Linked DNA regions of Zea mays: regions 2 and 3 are each linked to region 1. A link is a contact called in public Hi-C data. All regions are on one chromosome and are shown on one strand. Each heading gives the region's core, a stretch centred on a gene start, on an enhancer-like site or on the middle of the called end of the contact. The rest is flanking DNA. Distances are from core to core; before and after follow the strand shown.

Region 1 (2,520 bases), core at 14-2,513:
AAATCTCAATTCCATGTGCAACCAAACAATAGAATTCTGGAAAGCTAATACCAATTCCTAATTTTGTGCTACAATACCTACATCCAAACGGAGTATAAATGAAATGGCCAATCTAGCCGCAAGCTTATAAGGGTGTCCCCTACAGTTCTCAAATCGCCAGCTCTGGTGAAATTTTATTCGGCGCAGAGAGGGAGCAATGAGCTAGCGCTGCCACAGTCTGCTAGTCTCACATTTAATCCAAAGAAGTTCCCTCCCTCAGCGAAAATCTGTTTCTTCTGTTTACCTCCGCTCTCCACTTTATTTAAAATTGTTTTCAGCCTTCGACTCGCCCTGAAGTATATATCCCAACAGTGTAAAGATGAAAATCCATTAATCTAGCTGGCAAGTTTCAGTTATCCATCAACGTGTGTAAAGGTGAAACCGTGAAAATCCATCGATCTAGCTGTGAAGTTTCAGTTATCCACCCCAAACTAGTTTGAAAAGCATAACCACTCTGATACAGATGTATACGCTGGTGCCTGGTCCGTCTCACCTAACGATCACATGAATTGCACACAACACATGAAACAAAAGGCAACAGCAGATGCAGCTCCCAAGTCCCAAGGCATCGCATCTAACCCCCCCCCCCCCCCCCCCCCCGGCCGATCACACGTGAACTAGTGAGTAGTGTCGGTGATTGAGATACCGACACGAGACAGGAGTTGCTTTGTTAGTTGTTGTTACCTTTATAACCCGGCGGCGTGGCGGCGGGGGCCATGTAGCTCGCGGGAGGCTCCATCCACGACAGGGCGCCCCAGTCCCCGCCCGCCGTGTAGACGGACGGGGCGGTGGGCAGATCACGGCCGGGGCCTGGGCCCGGGCCCACCGGATCAGCGGCGGGGAAGGGCGCGGCGGATGGGGAGAGGGAGGAGGAGAACGCCGCTCGTGGCGGTGGCTGCGGCGGCGGAGAGCGCTGGTGGTCACCGGAGTACGGCAGCATCGCGGCAGCCAGCAGGGCGCAGGCGGTGGTGGCGTCCGGGTGGGGAAGGTGAGGTCTGGTCTGGTATGCGACGTGTGCGTTTCTGGTGGACCAGAGGAAGGAAGTAGTTTGATGGGCCGTAATCGGTTGAGCACGGAACAGTATGGGTCTCCGCCTCTCCGGCCTCAGCTCAGCCCTCATCATGGGTGCGCCAGCAGGAAGTGTGTACTCTTTTGGACCAGGCCGTATCTTTGATCAGAGTGCGATGTGAAGCACAAAGAAAGAGGGCAAAGTCCCGTTTCGAAGAGCTTCGTTCCTCTGTGATTATTGATGATATTTGATTCTCTGATTGAGTGATTCTACTGGGTTTCTATTAGAGAGATAATTGGTTCTGTACTAATCTCTGTCAGAATATAAATTAGTCCTCCGTTCTTTTTTATTTGACGTGTTTTAATTCAAAAATAAATTAGCCTACAACAAATATTCGAGAACGAGTTTAGTAGAATATAATAAAAAGCAGTGTGAAGCATGTTTTTAGCTCCCAGCTGTCAGTGTAAATAAAGAAATGATTCTCCAGTTGAGTGATTCTATTGGATTTTTAGGAAAGAGCAGGTCGAAGAGATTCCTTTTTACTGATCCCTATCAGAACATAACAGGCAGGGTAAACCGGTAAAGCATGTTTTTAGCTTCTAGTTCCTAATATAAATAAAGAAGAGATTCTTTTCTGATCTCCACACGAAATTAGTTGGTATTGTAAATGTTTTAACTGGTTGAGAGTGATTCACTTCAAAGAAGCTGTTGGAGCTCTTCCAAACGGCCCCTAAGCACCACTCATTTGATAAAATCATCTGCAACTTGCACTTGATAGACCTGAATGAATGTCTGGTTCCTAACAATGACGAACTGGAGCTTAGATCTGAAGGTGGCAAGCATATGCGAGTGTACAGGAAAGAATGGAACTATTTCTTATGTGATCTGACGATATCTCATGATGTAAATTAAGATATCTCGTGGTGATAGCAAAGAAATAGGCTGCGTCAGAAAAATAAAAGAGAGAGAAGTTCAGAAAGACAAGGGTACATGGGATGCATGATGCATGGACGAATTGCTTCGTCGGTAAGTCTCTGAATTCATCGCTTCCTTTTATGCTGTCTTCTCTAGCTTTTCGGTTACTGTGCTATTATACAATCAGTCCTTCGGATGTACATAGTACAGTTCAAATTTTAAGGTAGATCGAGCGCCATGCCAAATTGCTAATTCCTGAGGTGAAGAACCACACTCCCATGGCTCTTTGAAATGGAGTGTGGTATGTCCTTATCGCTTTAACTATGAATGCTAACTCTCCAGATTCAGCATGGTCCTGTTGGCTACAAGTGGAGTTTGGTGGGCCTTTATCTGCACCAGACAATGCCACAGCGGGTTCGCATTGGGCGGCCCTTCGTCGGCTCCTCCCAGACTATCGGTTGCTGACCACGGTGGAGGTTGGTGATGGGCGTACTACGGCTTTCTGGTATGACTGCTGGCTGCCCTCAGGGCCCCTCGTGGAGGCAATGCCGTCGCTG
Region 2 (2,520 bases), core at 8-2,507, 300 kb after region 1:
TCGCCATCCTGACGGCTTGTCCTGACTCCAGCGAACCCGATCCTTGCTTGCCACGTATCAGATACAGTGGAGTTGTAGGAGAGGAGTGAGGACTGAGGAGAGCAAGCCTGGGAAGTTTAGTGAGTAAAAACTGCGGCGCCTCCTCTGATGCACCCGCAGTCGATGGGGCATGTGCCCAACTGGTCCTGCTCACCATGCTGTATCCTGAAAGGCCGAAACAACACAGGTTTATGTGTGCATGCATATGCTCACATGAATTTCTTCCATCAAAATCCTGAAAAATGGATTAGGCCAAGGAGAGTAAACCTGATCTGGAGATAAAAAAAAAGTTAAACCCAGTATTAATGGCTCCCATGGTTCCTCTGACTTAAGTTTAGTTCGTGTCACATCAAATGTTTGAATATCAACTACGAGTATTGTATATAAGTTTGATTAGGTTTAATAAATTTGTCTATCTTTTAGTCTTTATCTATGTAATTAGTTTTATGATTAGACTATATTTAATACTCGTAATCATCATACAAACATTCAATATGACAGGGACTAAAGTTTAGTTAGGTGGAACCAAACACCCCAAAAATAATCGAGGCAAGTCTTACCCAAGAAATAGAGGCTGCGTCGATTCTAGGACCTTTTGGATCAGTAGAAAGTCTTCTCGTCGCTACGTCAAACCTGTCCTTCTCACCTAGAGATAGGGGTGGTAATGGACTCTAAATTTTACACTACAAAATTTAAGGATCAAATTATATTAGGATTGAGCTCTATTTCTATTCATTTTTTAACTAAAATTAATTAAGGGCTCAAACGAATTGTGAAGAAACATTTGAATGATCAATTACCACCCCTACCTAGAGATCAAACACTAGAAATTGTGGAGCAGCCATAAAAGTACACAATACTCTATATTCCATGTTGGTGAGTCTTGAAAACATCAAAAATACTCCAAAAGTTAAATGGTACCTTCATAGGCTTACTGTTTCCACTTTGCCCAAATTTGTATAGAAAGAACAGTATAAGAATTGTGCCATAGTGTCCTGGCTGGACCCCAGTTCATTGTAAAATAGATATTACCTTTAGTTAAAAGGCGCTCGAATTTCAGTCTCTCCCCGCGTTTCACGCGCTCTCGGCCGCACGCGAGCCAACGCGTGGCCGCACACCACGGACCCGAAATTATACATCAAATCAACCAAATTGCAGCGTTGCGTCCGGTCTTCCTTTCCCAACTCGGTCGACGCGTTCGCCACGGCTGCGCAGTCCTCCTCCTCGCCTCCGATCCCCTCCCTTCGACGATGCGAGCACACCCGCTCATCCTCTTCGTACCTGCACCGCCACCTCATCCTCTTCCTCGCCGCGCCGACACCCACCGCGCTCTCTCCCTCCCGCGGCGACGCCCTTCGCCAACGAGAACCGCACGCCGTCGTCTCCCACGGGCACTGTCGCACGCTGGGCCACGCTGCAGTCGGTGGCGCCGCCACACCTTCTTCCTCCATGTGCCGTCGCCGCCCTATTCTTCTTCGAGATGCAGCCGCTAGCGCTGCCCTCCTCCCAGCTCCCCTTCATGGCCGCGTGCAGGTGGACCGCTCCCCACCCCGTCGCCTTCCTCCTCGTACTGCCCCCAAGAACGCCCTAGGTTACTTTTTCTTAGATTTGCCTTTTGGTTTCAAGTATGTTTCTCTGATGCCCTAGCTGTCTGGTGGATTAAATTTAATTATTGAGCTGCAACTTTCACCAATTGGTTTGGAGAAAGACAATAGAGGCTTGGGTTCTTTTAGTTAAGAAAAATTGCGTCCGTGTTCAGTTATAACATAAGATTGTTTATTGTTCTCTGTAATCTCACATTTCTTTTTCTATATATGAATAGGGACTATGTGCCAGTGTTAGTTTTTGGTACCAGTCTACAGGTCTTTCATTTCTACATTCAAAGGTGAGAATCAATCATGTTCGGCTCCCTTTAAAAAAGTAATGTTTCCCAATCCTTCATAGTAAAACTAAACACACATTGTAAAGACATTTGTCGTACGAGATCTTTTATAGAGGTGTGTTTTAACCCAAAGGCAGGCTGTGGAGATCAATTCCAGATATTGCCTTCTTGTTGTGTCTCAGTTGATTTTTTTTAGCATTGAACGTAACTTACAGTTTGACATAACAAGCGGTGAATGTAACACTACAGTTTAACTCAACAAGCCATTGGCTGTAGCTCACAATCAGCTTGGCTGAACTGCCAAAAAAAATACAAGCAGTCCATTACAGTTCAACTTAACAAGAGCAGTTCTGTTGGTAAAGCCGATGCAAATAAGTACCAATTGTTAGTTAGGAAGGGAAAAGTGTCAGCAGTCAATGGCTGATTAAAAAACTAAATGTCTTTGAATTTGTTGGGCCGTGTGCCTAGTGCCTGGCCTATTAACTGGCTTGTTCGCTGCGGCTTTAATCCGACTGCGACTGCGGCTTCTACAGTATTTTGTCTCTAGGAATTGCAGCTGCAATAGTATTTTGCAGCTGCAACAGTGCTCCCGCATGGGC
Region 3 (2,520 bases), core at 14-2,513, 300 kb before region 1:
AATTTTTGCACACACGTTCATATCGGGTATTCATGCATTTTGGAATGACAAATTCAATTTTTTTTGGCACATTCACTATTTTATATCAACTAAATGGTTTACTAGATACCTATTTATATAAATTGTAAAAGAATATGTAAATGTAGTAAAAAAAATTCCATAAAATTTGACATAGAGGCATATCTTGATGATAAAAGCATGACATAAAAGTATTATAAGTTTTTTGCAACTTTTTTGTGTCAATATATTGACAAATGAAACACATCTAAACTAAGTTTCATAAACATCTAACTACAACTCTCCACTTTAAAATATATAGATTAATTTATTCATTATTTAAATTTAAATTTTGGTGCACACATTTATATAGTGTATCCATTCATTTTGGAATGACAAATTTAATTTTCTTGACACATTTACGATTTTATATCAATTAAATGAATTACTACTTATCTATTTATAGAAATTGTAAAAGGATATGTAATTTTTGTCAAAAAAAAAATCAAATTTTGACATGGACACATATCTTGACAGAAGCATGACATAAAAATTTTAGAAGATTTTACCATTTTTTCTGTCAAAGTATGACATATATTTATTATCATGACATACATTTATATTGCTAAAGAACATGTATACACACACATGTTGTTCCAAGCTTCATCCAACCAGTAATTCAGTAATTACTGGGCAATGACTGAGCGGTATTCGATCATTATTAAAAATCTAATTACCGGTTAGTGAAGCTTTACCTAGGGTAACGAATATGCTCATGAGTATCAATGTATTAGGCTCATATTTTACTTGTAGCATGTTTTTATCAAATATTTCATAGATAAAATAAATCAGTATTTGTTATGACGCTGTGTTCTAAATTATGTAAGTATCCAAATGTGAATCCAAATTCAAACTATTTGGTTTGTATTGATAATATTCATATTAGTATTCGAATTAAAATATGGCAAATAGCGTATCCATACGAGTGGAGCCTGCTTGAGCCTTCCCCCTGCGGATCTCTCCGCATTCCATCGCCCCCAAGGCCCCAATCATGGCTGGAAAGCTAGCCCGCCCCCAATTGGCAGGCACTCTACCAACCTATGTGTCCCCTGTGCACATGCCTGGCATATGGCACACTCACTGCTGGTCTGGCCCTAAACCCACATTTGTTATATAGAGATAGGGATTAGACTCCCGAGTGCCTTTGCCTTCCTTAACCAAGAAGCATATAGCTACTGATTGATGTCTGCCTGGGTGCGCGTATAAAAGCTAGCTAGTGCCGTAAAGAAAGAGAGAGCGAGAACGAGTGGCGATGGCAGTACTGCACTTGCAGGCGGCGGCGGTGGCGGTGCTGCTGATGGCGACGGGGCTGCGCGCGCAGCTGCGTGTGGGCTTCTACGACAGCTCGTGCCCAGCGGCGGAGATCATCGTGCAGCAGGAGGTGAGCAGGGCGGTGGCGGCCAACCCGGGCCTCGCCGCCGGCCTGCTCCGCCTCCACTTCCACGACTGCTTCGTTGGGGTCAGTCCCTCGGTCGCAAGCTCGCAGCTGCTGCTCACACTTCAAAGGGCTGGTCGCAAACCAAGAACGACTGACCGCTTGTTTCTGCACTACCTGCAGGGCTGCGACGCGTCCGTGCTCATCGACTCCACCAAGGGCAACACAGCGGAGAAGGACGCCGGGCCCAACCTCAGCCTGCGGGGCTTCGAGGTCGTCGATCGCATCAAGGCGCGCGTCGAGCAGGCCTGCTTCGGCGTCGTCTCCTGCGCGGACATACTCGCGTTCGCGGCCAGGGACAGCGTCGCACTCGTAAGTCACACTGCTTTAGTGTCAGTGGACGCCTGCCTTTTGATTTTAACCCGACATGATTAGTTTACATGGATTTGGAATCCAATGCTGGACTGGACTAGACTGAAAAGCATATGTGTCTGTTCGACCTTTTTTGACGCACATGATGCCGCGTGCAGCTGCCTGAAAGAACTCGATGCATTGCCGGGCCCGGGCATGGGTCCAACTCCCAACTTTATTTACAGTATTTGCTTACTCTCCAATCCATCCATCCATCCATCCGTACGTATAGGCCGGCGGGAACGCGTACCAGGTGCCGGCGGGGCGGCGGGACGGGTCCGTGTCGCGCGCGTCGGACACCAGCAACCTGCCGCCGCCGACGGCCAACGTCGCGCAGCTCACGCAGATCTTCGGCACCAAGGGCCTGACGCAGAAGGAGATGGTCATCCTGTCGGGCGCGCACACCATCGGCTCCTCGCACTGCAGCTCCTTCAGCGGCCGGCTGTCGGGGTCGGCCACGACGGCGGGCGGGCAGGACCCGACCATGGACCCCGCGTACGTGGCGCAGCTGGCGCGGCAGTGCCCGCAGGGCGGCGACCCGCTCGTGCCCATGGACTACGTCTCCCCCAACGCCTTCGACGAGGGCTTCTACAAGGGCGTCATGGCCAACCGGGGCCTGCTGTCCTCGGACCAGGCGCTGCTCAGCGACAAGAACACCGCCGTGCAGGTCGTCACCT

Evidence for each region. Hi-C and Micro-C count contacts between places; a contact is called where the count stands out from the background.
Region 2: a Hi-C map of tassel shows a contact between it and region 1, with 3 times the contacts expected there. The contact joins the promoter of LOC100383597 here to the promoter of LOC100273644 in region 1. A contact is called at or near these places in 3 of 25 Hi-C or Micro-C datasets (ear, endosperm and tassel).
Region 3: a contact with region 1 is called in a Hi-C map of tassel, with 3 times the contacts expected there. The contact joins the promoter of LOC100216632 here to the promoter of LOC100273644 in region 1. A contact is called at or near these places in 2 of 25 Hi-C or Micro-C datasets (ear and tassel).

The regions. Positions count from the first base shown.
Region 1 is chr1:84,648,817-84,651,336 of Zm-B73-REFERENCE-NAM-5.0, forward strand. It overlaps LOC100273644, which reads right to left and starts at 1,264. Exons shown (of 5, transcript NM_001348665.1): 1 at 724-1,264. The coding sequence starts at 1,162.
Region 2 is chr1:84,951,773-84,954,292 of Zm-B73-REFERENCE-NAM-5.0, forward strand. It overlaps LOC100383597, which reads left to right and starts at 1,258. Exons shown (of 7, transcript NM_001363842.1): 1 at 1,258-1,572; 2 at 1,862-1,924.
Region 3 is chr1:84,349,191-84,351,710 of Zm-B73-REFERENCE-NAM-5.0, forward strand. LOC100216632 reads left to right here and starts at 1,264. Exons shown (of 3, transcript NM_001310532.1): 1 at 1,264-1,516; 2 at 1,616-1,804; 3 at 2,076-2,520. The coding sequence starts at 1,310.